Linked DNA regions of Zea mays: all the other regions are linked to region 3. Evidence: chromatin contacts called from public Hi-C data. All regions are on one chromosome and are shown on one strand. The core of a region is the stretch at or near the end of the contact, and the rest is flanking DNA. Distances in the headings are between cores, read along the strand shown. Region 1 has its middle 52 kb from the start of LOC103631797. Region 2 holds the start of LOC542021 (maize 20S proteasome alpha subunit). Region 3 holds the start of LOC100283031.

Region 1 (4,483 bases), core at 712-3,211, 250 kb after region 3:
GCAAGCTTGGTGGTGAGGACTAATACGGAGACTCTATTAGGACCTCAGGTTACATTTTTTTAGGATATTTATTTCTTTATAGCACGTGGTATGCTTTAATTGAATCCTAAGCTTACGTTATAAAAGCTCATCATCTATTTCCACGGCATCATGAATCTATAGTTTTGGTTCCAACTTTTATTGTAACCTTTTGGTTTATCTTTCACAATGACAAAGGGTGGTTATACTTAGATCATGTTCCAAGCCTATAGAGCTAATTATTAGCCAGCTAATAATGTATTAGCTGGTTTTAGCTGGATTAGAGCGGCAGCTAATAGTTATTTGAGAGGTATAAGTATAACTGATAATTAGTTGGTCTATTAGCTGGCCCGTTCTAAACCTCTCGCCTAATTTTAGTTGCTAGCTATTAGTTTTAGGGTGTGTTTGGTTTGACTTTTAGATTTTGGCTTTTGCCCCCTAAAAGCCAAAAGCCAACCAAAGGGCTGGATCCAGGAAGCAGCTTTTTCTAAAAGCTGACTTTCTCACAGTGCAAATCTGAAAGCACCCCTGTACCTGCTTTTAGTGGCTTTTCGGATGGAACTATGAAAACATATATCGAAGAACTTTTAACGATTTTTAGTGGTTTCTACCAAACGATTTTTAGCTTTTTAATGGCTCACAGCCTACAGCAGCTTTTTCCACAGCTCACAGCCCACAGCAACTTTTTTGACAGCCACAGCCCAACCAAACAGACCCTTAGTGCTTTAGAATATAGCGTTGGATGCAAAGTAAGTGATGCTTTATGTATTTTTTTCTAATGACATAAGTACATATTTTTTAAAAAAAATAGAAGTACAAAATAGATCCAATGCTATTAACAATGGTCATGATTAGAGTCTACAAAATTAAAGGATGTTCTTTATTACCGTGAGAATTCTAAATTTATTACCATGATTAGGGCTTGGCCTGTCATGCCCTGATGACAAACTGAAAACCCCGTGGCACGGCGGCAGATGTTGCCGCAGCCTGCAGGTTTAGGAAGACCCAAGCCGTCGACGTTGTTACTAGAAGAGAAGCAGCGAGGATGCAGCCTCCGTTCTGCCGGCAGCGTACGCCCGGCCCGTCGCCGTCGACCGATGCGGATTGCAGTTGCAGAGGACTCGTCGTGTCCGTAGAATTCAAAGCTTGGTTGCCCTTGTCGGAGCAGGAAATGTGCTGCGGCTACGACGACTTGGCCGGCCCACTGCCGGAGACGCGGTCCGTCCGTCCGCAGCTTCTGCTTCTGCCGCCTCCCGCGGGCCATTTTGCGAGTTCCCCACGGGTCTCGTCTCGGGCCTGTCAACGCACGCGACCTGCTGGAAAACGAGCTGCCTCGGCTCGCTTGGGCCTCTTTCTTTTAGCGCCACTTTCTTTTAGCGGGCTGGACCGGGAGGGCCCAAAGGCTGGCTTCGCCTTGTGGTGTTCTGGATTGCGGTCGTCGTCTACGTGAGGTCCAGATTTATTTATCTATGCACCCATCGGGGGACGATGGTGACTCTGGTAGCCGGCAGTGTAACAGTACACACAGACGCAGCTGTCGCAGCAGTAATTGCGATCCTGATGTGCGTCTGATTCCCAGTCACACACCACCTGCCACTGCCAGGAAAGTTGTCCACATGAGCTAGCTGAAGAGGAGCACTACAGGTCAGGGCCCCTACCTACATTAATCGTCCGGGGCTCCGGGCTATACATATATATACATACTAATTCTAGATGTACGTTGTCGACGGCGGCTGTCCACATGATGGCTTCGACAGCCCATTCGTTAGCTTAACTAACGTTAGCCGCCGATCGCAGAATCTATAATGCTGCTACCTAATAACCCAACCGCAACAAGAGCAGAGGAGCAGAGCATACTTTAAAATATTCAGCACGAGGTGAAGCTGGGCACGGTCGTACGAGTACCTGTCAAGTTGCCTCGATCGCCATCAGCACGGCCGAGCTGGGCCAGCCGTGCGTTGACGACATGCAATGCAACCATACCATTGGCCCAGCTGATCCTCGCCAGGTCAGCCGCATTCCCATCCGGCATCGTAGTGCCACTGCCACGGTTAAGATATACTCACTAAAAGCAAGAATGTTTTTGCGACCAACTCGGCAATTAATTACTCTCCGGCGATCGGTGCGTGCCAATCCGGCTAATCGCCGGGGCCCCAAGATCACGACACGCAGGCCGCAGCTCCCGGTTCCGTCCAGCAAACAACCAAATCCAGGGTCTGTCAGTCTGTCCAAACTAATACGTACCCATCGACTGACCACGCCTTCCGCGAGCGATAAGGTGGCGTCATATCGATGCTTCCAGACTGTTCTCAGCCTGCTTGCTCTTTTTCTCTTCCCACATATGGATATATCACTACAAGAACTACAATAATTTTCGGCGGCTAGAAACCGCCGAAAATAAGGCCTTTACCGAGGAAAATAAGCTATTTTCGGCGGTTCCTGGCCGCCAGAAAAAATTAGCCAAAAATAAGGTTATATTTTCGGCGGCCAGGGTCTAGCCGTCGAAAATAGGTTATTTTCGGCGGTTATCAGACAACCGCCGAAAATTACCAGATACCGAAAATAGTATTTGTTATTTTCGGCGGCCAGAGAGGCCACCGAAAATTAACAATTTCAAAGCAAAAAAAATTGAAAAAAAATGCAAAAAATAACAGCAAATTCATCAACAATATAATCACAACATAAAGTGACAGTCCATACAATATCCACAATACAAAAACATTAAATACATAATTCACAAATAGTCCACAACATAAAATTAGAGTCCGTACAAATATAAAATCCACAAATAGTCCATACAAACATAAAGTCCACAAATAGTCCATTACAATACACAATTCGGCACAAAGCTAACTCTATCACATATCTGGGTCGTTGGAGTTATGTCCACTACCTCCAGAAGCGAAAAACTCGTTGGCGAAGTCGTGTAACGGGTTTGAATTCTAAAGAAAAAAGAAGACATTAATAACGACATTGGTTACATGTATGACCACTATTCAAATAAATTGTTTCTCAAACTAACCTCTCCTGGAGTAGCTCCCTCCCCTGCATAAGCTCCTCCTGGTGCTGGTATGACCGATGGTGGCGTGTTGTGGCCCATGACCCCGGATCCCTACAAAATTAAGTTTAGTAAAGTTTTGAAAGGTTGATACAAACGACAAGTCTTAACTAAATTGAAGCACCTGAGGTGGAGGTGGAGGTGGCGGAGCATGTAATCGCCACTGAGGCATCGGCGACTGAAATTGAGGGAAAACAAATGGTTGTTGTTGTGTCTGCTGTGAAAACCAAGACTGTTGCAAATATAATATATTAGTTATAGAACCAATATCGAGCGTGTTGAGAATATAAGACACTCACGTTCATTGCTTGTTGCGCCTGTGCGTTGTAAGCAGCCATATACTCTGATTGCTGTTGGAGGAATGTCATTTGTTGTTGCCGTAGCTCTTCACGAAACTTTTCTTGCTGCTCCCTCATAGCATCCTCCATGCTAGATACAGAGCGCCGACTACGGCTGCTACTACCACAGCCCGCCTGCGACGAAGAGCCGCCACAAGAACGCAACTACGTCGAATCAATCACACCGGTAAACATAGAATATCTTGAAAACAAGAAAATTAGCTATTTGGTCATTGTTCTAATATTATTGAAAAAATTCACAAGTTAATACCGTCCATGCGCCTTTCCTCCAATAGAATGCACAACTTCAGCGTCGATGGTAGGCGCTCCTCGCCAATCGTAGTCTTCTCCATACTTCCTAACCATCTCTTGCCCATATGTCTCCTGCAATACAATATGAAGGTTCAGCACACATGTAATTTATAGCTATATGGCAAGAAAACATTAATCCTAACAACAACTAACCATACGCTCAACGGGCGCTTGACTACACAGCTCATCGGAGATTTCACTGTTTTTCGCTCTATGCCCTCTCCTATAAACATCGATTGGGCTCGGGACAACTCCAGTTTGAGCCTCCTGCAAATATATGAGTATAATTCGGTTTCATTTCTGAGTAAAACAGAATACTACATACTCACCATTTGCTTCGTCAACCGAATGTGTCCATCAGCCCCATAGGTATGGTTGACTATGACCTCATCATCGTCCTCGTCCTGCTGATGGCGCTGCCTATGTCGATTCCTGTTAGACTTCTCAATCCACTCGATCGAAGCCCATATCTCACACAAAGCCTTGTAAGCCTGCGACTGGTGTTCCATCCATGGAAGAGTTACCTGCATATAAAGCGTTAGCTCAAAATTACATTCACATCTGAATGAGCTGCTAAATTAAATTTTTACCTCCATGTACTGGTCTACAGTCAAGTAGACATCCGAATATTGTCGAAAGTTGTTGATGAGGACATCCTCCACTATTACCCGTTGGCAAAGACGCAATTGGCCCAGTTGGCCCAATTGTAGTCGGACGGTGACCGTGTGAGCCTCAGAATTATCCCACCTCGCTTAAC
Region 2 (4,932 bases), core at 905-3,404, 210 kb before region 3:
CAGCAGAAATTCATCAAGGGTAGAGGTGGCATGTGGAGCAGAACAAAATAGGCATATACCTTATGTCCAAAGAAGTGACCAGCAGGGTCGCACTTGAATAGTTGGGCATTTTTCTCTTCATCGTAGCCCAAGACCATAGCAACTGAAGAATGATACCGAAGAAGAACATGGTGGCAATAAGCCATAGGCTAACTCAACACTACATCACAGTAAAATGACAGAAGCTTAATGGAATGCCAAACTTTATTGTGTGATGATACTAACCTACTCCAAGGGGTCTCATGTATGCATGCTGCGTGTAAACTTGAGCTTTGTCAGCAATCCTGAAACATAAATCAGGTAAGTAATGTATATAGCTTGGTACTGCTTAGTTATATGCACAAAGCACCATTAACAAATTGGGAGCCTGAACAAGAAAAGGCTGAATACCATTTTGCTAACACATCAACTGGCATCTCGTAGCCCCATTTGAAACGAAACTCAGCTGCTTCGTTCCTTGCTTGGGAAACCAATGACCTAGCATCAGCTGTGAATACAATAACAACATAACTGTTACTGATAATGATCAAGGTGTATTATTGTGTAACTAAGGGTCTATTTGGCACAGCTTCACCAACAGTTTCATGAGATGTTGTGAGCTGTTTTTTTGCCAAGCAGGTCTTTTGGAAACAGCTTCACCCATGAAGCTCCTTAAACTGTGCCCTCACATGGGAATAAGGTGGGATTAGCTGAAAATATTAACGTTTCACAGCTTCCCCTCACACTTGTCGGCTCTCTGGGATTCTGTGAGATCATGTTCTAAAAATACATGCAAAGCTGTTTTGCCAAACGGGTCTCCGAAACAGCTTTAGCTTCACCGAGAAAGCTGTGCTCGTGAAGCCCTCCCTACCCCCCCCCCCACCCAAAAAAAAAGCACTAGTGAAGCTTTGCTGTGCCAAACGGGACCTAAATAGTGCAATATGTGAAAACAGCAAGGTGGTAACCAGCGCCCAATGTGAATTAATCGGCACCCTAAATGGAAATACACAGTAACAGGTCAATTGAGATTTAGAAGGACACTATTTTTTGTCATATTCCTATAGGAAGAATAAACAACTGTGGCACAACATCCGTTCTTTCCTCAATTAGCCCATGACTGAATATTACGAAACCACATCAAACTCTTGTCCAAAATCTCAAACTATCAGTTTGAAACTGAAAAGCCTTGAACTCCTTTGTTAAAGGTTCACCTGTATGATGATTCATAATGAATGAAGCTCCAAATAGTTGAGATTTTGACAATCAGTTACCAGAGATTCAACTTAATTCAATCAATCGAACAAACATCAACGATAGGCAAAACTCCACTATAAATCACAACTATGTTTTCCTAGTCCTATATTTAGTTCCATCAATACCACTAGTAAAATTTCACTGATCTATCGCAAAATTGATACCGAGAACCCACAATCAAACTGGAGGAGGAGGGGGCAACTTTCCATAGCCTACGGCATCTAAAACAAGCTCTCCATACCATAATATCACTACTGACTGAACAATGATGTGCACCAAAGCAAAATAACACTACCTGTAAGGCCAGTGGCAAGCAATCCGACGTACTTGGTGATCGGGAACAGGTGTGTCACGCTCGTCTGATCCAGCAACTTATCCTGCACGCACAACACGTTAAGGTCAGGCCACACAAAACAGCCATCCAACAAGTAACACATAGAAAGCTACAATCTTTTTCAGTGCAGCATCCCCGCATCGGGGTCAGTCGCGCCGCCCCGATCGATGGAGGCGAGCGTCTCCAAGCAACTCACCGGGACTTTCTTCTGCGTAACAACGCAGACGGAGTCCGCGCCGCGGACGCCGATCGACGTGACACCCGCCGACTTCACCGCCTTGAACGCGTACTCTGCGCACACGGAACGGCACAGGTCAGATGGAGTACAAATCCCCCCTCCAGATCTAAGGAGCGGCGAGGAGGAAAGAAAGGGCTAGGGTTTTGGGGGGTACTCACCGACTTGGTACAGGCGTCCCTCCGGGGAGAAGATGGTGATGTGGCGGTCATAGCCCGCGCCTGTGCCACGGCTCATCTCGCCGGCCGCCGGAAGATCACCTCGGAGCTGGGCGCGGTGTGTGTTCGTGTGCTGTGCGTGTTTGGGGAACCTCGGCTCGGGCACACGACTGACTATACACGCCGCCGCGACTCCTCTTCTTATTCCGCAAGAAGAGTCGTTCAGGTCCGACCCAGTGTTGACACCGTGGCTCCTATCCCAGGAGCCCAGTTGGGTAGGAATTGGGCCGCAACGGATGGAGCACCAGCGAGCCCAGTGATTTTTAAAAAGGTCAATTTACCCACCTCAACTCCTCAACTATTGAAACCCTTAAAAATGAAAAGTAACTTTTATACCTGTTAAAACCAATTCTTTTTGTACGTCGAGTAATTTGTGAAAAAGTGAAACAAATTTTTTACCTCCCTAAAATTTTAAAACCAGTGTTTTTATACGTCGAATATTTTTTTATGATGGTTTTATTGCTATACGCCATATTAAAGGAGTAACTCGGACTAAGTTCAAAATTCAGTTTTTCAAAATTATCCAAAAAAACATAAAAATATTTTCCCAAAAAATATCAAAATATTTTTACATAAAAATAATGTAATTATAAATCCTAAATTTGGATTGAACATAGAAAATCCATATAATTTTTTATCCGAGAAAATTATGAGGCTAGTTTTAAAATCGTACTTTATATTATGGTGCCTAGATTAAAATTATTATAATCTTACAGACTCATTTTGGTGTTTATTTGCTAGTAGAAGCTTTCATTGTCTATTATAATTAGTCAACGTTGATCATTTTAAATGTGTTTGGTTTCGAAACGACGTGTGTCGGGTCGGAGCCGACCTATTTTTCTGGGTTGGGTTGGACTCGTTCCTTGTTTGATTTTAGTAACATGTTGAACCTAGTTTATTGTTTGATTACAGGGTTAAAGTGGGTAAAGTGGGTTAGAGCTGCACAATCTCTTGTTTGTTTCGTAATGAAGGATGAACTGAATATAGTCACCTTCATGGTCATATTACCACACCCAGTATGATATTTTCAATTCAATAAGATGACATCATTCAAAATAAATGAAACTGACACTATTTTAATATTTGAGGAATCCATAAGCATAAAATATAAATAAATTAAATCTATTATTGACTAGTCGTAAATTTTTAGTGACCAGGTCTCACTGTTACATTTTAGTCTTAATTAAAGGAACATCCCAACAACATCGAGATGCATTTCAGTGAATTTGTAACATTTGTGATAGTCGCCTAGAGGGGGGTGAATAGGGCGAAACTGAAATTTACAAATATAAACACAACTACAAGTCGGGTTAGCGTTAGAAATAAAAACGAGTCCGCGAGAGAGGGTGCAAAACAAATCGCAAGCAAATAAAGAGTGTGACACGCGGATTTGTTTTACCGAGGTTCGGTTCTCGCAAACCTACTCCCCGTTGAGGAGACCACAAAGGCCGGGTCTCTTTCAACCCTTCCCTCTCTCAAACGGTCCCTCGGACCGAGTGAGCTTCTCTTCTCAAATCACTTGGGAATCAAACTTCCCGCAAGGACCACCACACAATTGGTGTCTCTTGCCTCAATTACAAGTGAGTGTTTGATCACAAGAAAGAATGCGAAAGAAAAGAAGCGATCCAAGCGCAAGAGCTCAAATGAACACCACAAATCACTCTCTCTAGTCACTAAGGCTTTGTGTGGAGTTGGGAGAGGATTTGATCTCTTTTGGTGTGCTTTGCAATGAATGCTAGCTCTTGTATAGTGGTTGTAAGCTGGAAAACTTGGATGCAATGAATGGTGGGGTGGTTGGGGTATTTATAGCCCCAACCACCAAACATGACCGTTGGTGGAGGCTATCTGTCGTATGGTGCACCGGACAGTCCGGTGCGCACCGGACATGTCCGGTGCGCCAGCCACGTCACCAAAGCCGTTGCAATTCGACCGTTGGAGTTCTGACTTCTGGGCCCGCCTTGATGTCCGGTGGCGCACCGGACATGTACTGTAGAGTGTCCGGTGCGCCAGTATGGGCGTGCCTGATGCCTGCGCGCTCTGGCGCGCATTAATTGCTGTTGCAGGCGACCGTTGGCGCGGAGTAGCCGTTGCCCCGCAGTTGCACCGGACAGTCCGGTGTACACCGGACATGTCCGGTGAATTATAGCGGAGCAGCCGCTGAGATTTCCCGAGGCTGCCAAGTTACAGAGCCGCGTCCTCTTGGAGCACCGGACACTATCCGGTGTACACCGGACACTGTCCGGTGTACACCGGACAGTCCGGTGAATTATAACGCGTCGGCTCCAGGAAAATCCCGAGGCTGAAGAGTTCTGGGTGAAGTCCCCCGGTGCACCGGACAGTCCGGTGCGCCAGACCAGGGAGCCTTTCGGGATGCATTTAGCTCTCTATTTTGAACCCAACTATGGTCCTTTTAATTGGCTTGTTGTGAATGAAAGGGAATTAGGCTTACACCTAGTTCCTAAATAATTTTGGTGGTTGAATTGCCCAACACAACTAATTGGACTAACTAGTTTGCTCTAGTGTATAAGTTATACAGGTGTAAAAGGTTCACACTTAGCCAATAAAAAGATCAAATATTGGATTCAACAAAGGAGCAAAGGGACAACCGAAGGCACCTCTGGACTGGGGCACCGGACTGTCCGGTGTACACCGGACAGTGTCCGGTGCACCAGAGGACTCCAACTTAAACTTGCCACCTTCGGGAATTTCTAGAGGCACTCCGCTATAATTCACCGGACTGTCCGGTGCTCCAAGGAAGAGCGGCCTCCGGAACTCGCCTGCCTCGGGAAAACGCAGCGGCTGCTCCGCTATAATTCACCGGACATGTCCGGTGTTCACCGGACTGTCCGGTGAACCAGCAGAGCAACAACTAC
Region 3 (4,511 bases), core at 1,306-3,805:
CGGCACAGGGCCGGACGGTCCGCGACCTGGTGCAGGAGCCCGGGTTCCCTGCCTGACGTCCGGACGGTCCGCGCCCTGAGGCCGGACGGTCCGCGCGTGCGCAGGGGCGGCGGAAGATCGCCGGCGGCGCCTGGATCTCGCTCCCGGGAGGGACCCCGTCGGGGAGGAGAGATCCTAGGAGTTGTCTAGGCTCGGGCCGGCCGACCTAGACTACTCTAATCGACGTAGAGTCGAGGAGAGACAGAGAATTTGGGGATTGGAATACTAAACTAGGGCTAAACTAGAACTAGACTAGAACTACTCCTAATTGTGCTGAAAATAAATGCGAGATAGAAGTTGTATTGGTTCGATTGTTGGGGGTTTAATCGGCCGTAGCCCTTCATCTATATAAAGGGGGAGGTCTGGATCCGCTTCCAACTGATTTCCGAGTTAATCCCGCGGTTTTAGGTAACAAATCCCGCGAGAAACTAGGAACCCTAACTGACTCTGCGCACGCGCGGACCGTCCGCGCCACCACCGCGGACGGTCCGGACCGCGGACCGTCCGGCCTCCGGGCCGGACCGTCCGCACGGTCATTTTTGGGTTCGAACACAATGCTAGGATAAAATCCCCCCAACCAGTTTGGCTCATCATCCGGCTGCTGAGCCACCATAGAATCAGCCTCCTCTCTTGTATTGTATCTACCGCCTCGGCACAGGGAATCGGAATGAATGAGGTGGGCAGCAGCTGTGGCTGAGACTAGCAGACAGACAGGGCCAATTCATTTCACCCTCGAGAGGTTAGGTGCAGGCGCTAGAGGCAGCATGATGCGCTGTTGCAAGCACCGTCTCGTCTCCACCGGCATTTACCCCCCTCGCGGTGTTTGATTTAAGGTCTAAGGTGGAGACACTCGATTTTTTAATCACGTCGCTAAAAAAAATTGCTTCGGTATTTATCTTGCTCCCCGCGCGATTCTCATCTAAACATCATAGAAAATATGGTCACTACTTCGATCCCTTCCTGTACGTTTAACTAAATACATCCTATGTCCACGCGGATGTGCACTTGTGGTTTGGGGCTTCTGATTATCTCCAAGCATAGTATACGATCTGGGGATAGAGGGATACAACATGCAAAGTTGGGCGAGACTGTCTTCATACTGTATAGTATTTGAAAAAACAAGAGACAATAAAATGACAACAAGTATGTTCTCCAACAAGTAATTAATGCACCTCTAGATTTTTTTTTAAAAAAAACAAGGTTAGAATTTATAGTATAAAAGTTGTTTTGAGACAATCATTACACTGACAATAGGAATTCAGATAGGATGTCAGACGACGAAGATTAAATAACTCTCGTCAGCTTAGTTACCGTTGCCAGCAGGTTTTTTTTTGGATTCTTGTTGTGACTTTAAAAATAGAGAAAATGAAAAATAATAAATAGAGTTAAGTAATCTTAGATGCATTTATTTTAGGACAGTCCTACATTTTTTCTATTCCTATATTTTACCAATCCTATATTTCAAAAAAAAACATTAGTCATTAGTGATGGAGGCAACACAAGCCGGTAGGAAGGCTCATTTTTCTCCCTTCTCCTTTCTTGTCATTTTTCTCTAATAGAATGGGTGCTTATTTCTCTGTATTATTTTTCCCCGTTCCTTATCTTCTAACCTCTACCTCTTTATCAAATAGAGTTTTATGGATGTATGGGGTCTGGAGCCACCAGCCCCTTGATATCGGCCCTGCACGTTCACACACAACAAAGAGTGGAAGACCATGCAGTTAAGGCCGACTCCAGCAGCTCAACCAAAGTTTATCCATATAAGCACTGTATTACATTATTTTGTACTGTAGACTGTATAGTTCGTAGAGTGGTGTTTGAATATAAGTATATATGTGTAAGCTGTTGTATATAGTCTAAGACTTGTTTTAGTTGATGGCCGCAAAACGTTGCTCGGCCCAGGCAGCAATGCCAGTCGTCCGCCTGGGGTTGGATGCGTGTGCCTGGCAATCACTCGGTTCGTATTAAAATCAATTGTTGGAATATGTAACTGCAATTTATAGATAAAAAACAATTCGTTTCGGATTAAATCCTAAACCCACATGGCCACATGCATATCAGTACGTACCTTGATCAGACAGTCGGCGAACATGCAAAAAAAACCTATTGCCGTTCATCGGGGACAACATGTCAGTCCCACATAAAATAAAGATACTCTACATGCATGGAGGAAGGCAAAGGCATGAAGACGAGCGGTCCAGCCAGCAGCAGCTGCGGCTGTCATTTCCTGTCTGCGTGGGTGCCTGGGTGGGATTGGGAGTTTGGGACTGTGGCAACAATAGCAGCAGCCGGGCGGGAGCTCCCGCCTCCCGCTTCCCCCCCTCCATCAGATGATCAGATCAGTCCGTCCCTGCCCATCTGCCCTGCTCTCTAATGGCATTAACTGCCGCCCACCCACCCGCCATCTCCTCCCCTACCCAGCTGCACGCTCCTCTTCTCCTGCTAGCAGTACTGCTATATATCAATAATACTAGCTGGACCCTTTCCACTCCCCTCACCTCTCACTACCACCACCACTGCCCCGGATCCATACCAGCTGCAGCAGCAGCGCGCGCGAGCTAGCTTCGGTCGGTCGATAGATCGATCGATCGCTCGGCCATCATGGCGCGGGAGGAGCAGGCGCTGCTGTCGACGGAGATCGTGAACCGCGGCGTGGAGCCGTCGGGCCCGGACGCCGGCTCGCCGGCCTTCTCGGTGCGCGTGCGCCGCCGCCTGCCGGACTTCCTGCAGTCGGTGAACCTCAAGTACGTGCGCCTCGGGTACCACTACCTCATCAGCCACGGCGTGTACCTGGCCACCATCCCCGTCATCGTGCTGGTGTGCGGCGCCGAGCTGGGCAGCCTCAGCCGCGACGAGCTGTGGCGCAAGGTGTGGGGGGAGGCCACCTACGACCTCGCCACCGTGCTCGCCTTCCTCGCCGTCCTCGCCTTCACCATCTCCGTCTACATCATGTCCAGGCCCAGGCCCGTGTACCTCATCGACTTCGCATGCTACAAGCCGGCCGACGAGCTCAAGGTGCGTGCGTGCATGCATAGATACAGCATGCGTACTACTCCTGTCCATCACTAGCTTAGCTACATATGATTTGCGTGCAATATATTTATATAGTCATATGCTGCTAGCTAGATGTAGTAATAACTAAACATGCTTCAGGCCTATTTAATTTCTTCCTTAGCCTGACTTACTTTCTTTGATTGTTTATATATTCTCTCCGTTTCATTTTAGTTGTCGCTGGATAGTGCAAAATTGAACTATCCAGCGACAATTAAAAAGAAACGAAGGAAGTATAAATTATAAGCTCCTAGCCTCCTACTGCTACTGCTTACTTTGCCACACATTTGATAGTCATGGCGCTCACACGCAAGTACATGCATGTACAAGGAAGGCATGTCACATCTGATCTACCTTCCTGGGATAGATGTATGTTCTTCCATGCCATCAAAACTGGTATAGAAAAGTAAAATAAGATTGTATGTCGCAATCCTTTCTATATCACTAACACTCCTGTTTGAAGGGTGAAAAACTGCATCCTAATGATATAGAAGGTATTGAAATATTTAGAATGACAAATAAAATACTAGGCAAAGTTGCAGGGACATACAAAGATGGGTAATAAGAAAGGGGTAGCAGTGGAAGGGTGAATTAAAACATGGGTATATGAACTCATTTATACACAGCTAGCAGCCATGTGATGTGGCCTGTCACATCGGTGGACGTACAATCTACACGCTCTATACCCGTACCTGCACTGGTAGAGTACCATTGCAGGGCCGTGCTGGGCCTTTAATATGGTCACAGCATTGGCCAGCTGCCACCACTTGAAGGCCCATAAATGTTGCAGACAGTGGCATCCATATAAACACTACACCGACAGAGCACATCCACATGCCCGAAAAACCCTACTCTCTGATGAATCTAAAATCCTTCCAACCTCCCGATCCATCAACATAATCGGTCATTATCAGCATGTAATGTGCCTGAAAGACTTTTTAGAAGTCAGCGCTAAGTTTGCAGGCTCTCATCCCATGCATTAGATGAGCGTTGGGCCTCTGGGCCCACAGCTATGAATGGGCCGGCCGGGGCAGGTACGGTACGATATGATAGAAAACGGTTTCCGTTGGGTTGAGGTCACAGGTCACCACACCCATCACAAACGGTTGGGCGCTCGGTCCATCGGCCCAGCAATCAATGAGCCGTGTGTTCCAAAGGGTGTAGCCTGATGATGTGGTTGTGCTTGCTGCTTCTCGCAGCCTCGGAACACGTACAGGGAAGAAGAGATTGTGTTTTGGTTGGGAACAGAATGCATGGATGGATCAGCAGCTGCAGACGATGATGCAGTACTATATGTAATCATGCGATTCTGATGTGACGCGATGCTGGTGTGTGCACGTGCACTGCACGCAGGTGTCCAAGGCGGAGTTCATCGACCTGGCGCGCAAGTCCGGCAAGTTCGACGAGGACAGCCTGGCGTT

Evidence for each region. A called contact is a pair of places that touch in the nucleus more often than the background predicts.
Region 1: a contact with region 3 is called in a Hi-C map of ear, with 2.8 times the contacts expected there. The contact joins the enhancer-like site here to the promoter of LOC100283031 in region 3. A contact is called at or near these places in 2 of 25 Hi-C or Micro-C datasets (ear and tassel).
Region 2: a Hi-C map of ear shows a contact between it and region 3, with 3 times the contacts expected there. The contact joins the promoter of LOC542021 here to the promoter of LOC100283031 in region 3. A contact is called at or near these places in 2 of 25 Hi-C or Micro-C datasets (ear and tassel).

The regions. Positions count from the first base shown.
Region 1 is chr1:17,326,745-17,331,227 of Zm-B73-REFERENCE-NAM-5.0, forward strand. No RefSeq gene overlaps it. Among protein-coding and RNA genes, the nearest start is that of LOC103631797, 52 kb to the left of the region's middle. Within about 2 kb of position 1,962, at least 19 of the 20 cell types and tissues checked have an H3K27ac peak or open chromatin away from gene starts, as enhancers often do. A contact at or near this core is called in ear and tassel, where this site is marked.
Region 2 is chr1:16,873,070-16,878,001 of Zm-B73-REFERENCE-NAM-5.0, forward strand. It overlaps LOC542021 (maize 20S proteasome alpha subunit), which reads right to left and starts at 2,155. Exons shown (of 8, transcript NM_001111668.2): 1 at 2,003-2,155; 2 at 1,803-1,897; 3 at 1,568-1,649; 4 at 430-526; 5 at 265-323; 6 at 60-142. The coding sequence starts at 2,078.
Region 3 is chr1:17,079,240-17,083,750 of Zm-B73-REFERENCE-NAM-5.0, forward strand. It overlaps LOC100283031, which reads left to right and starts at 2,556. Exons shown (of 2, transcript NM_001155933.2): 1 at 2,556-3,054; 2 at 4,444-4,511. The coding sequence starts at 2,641.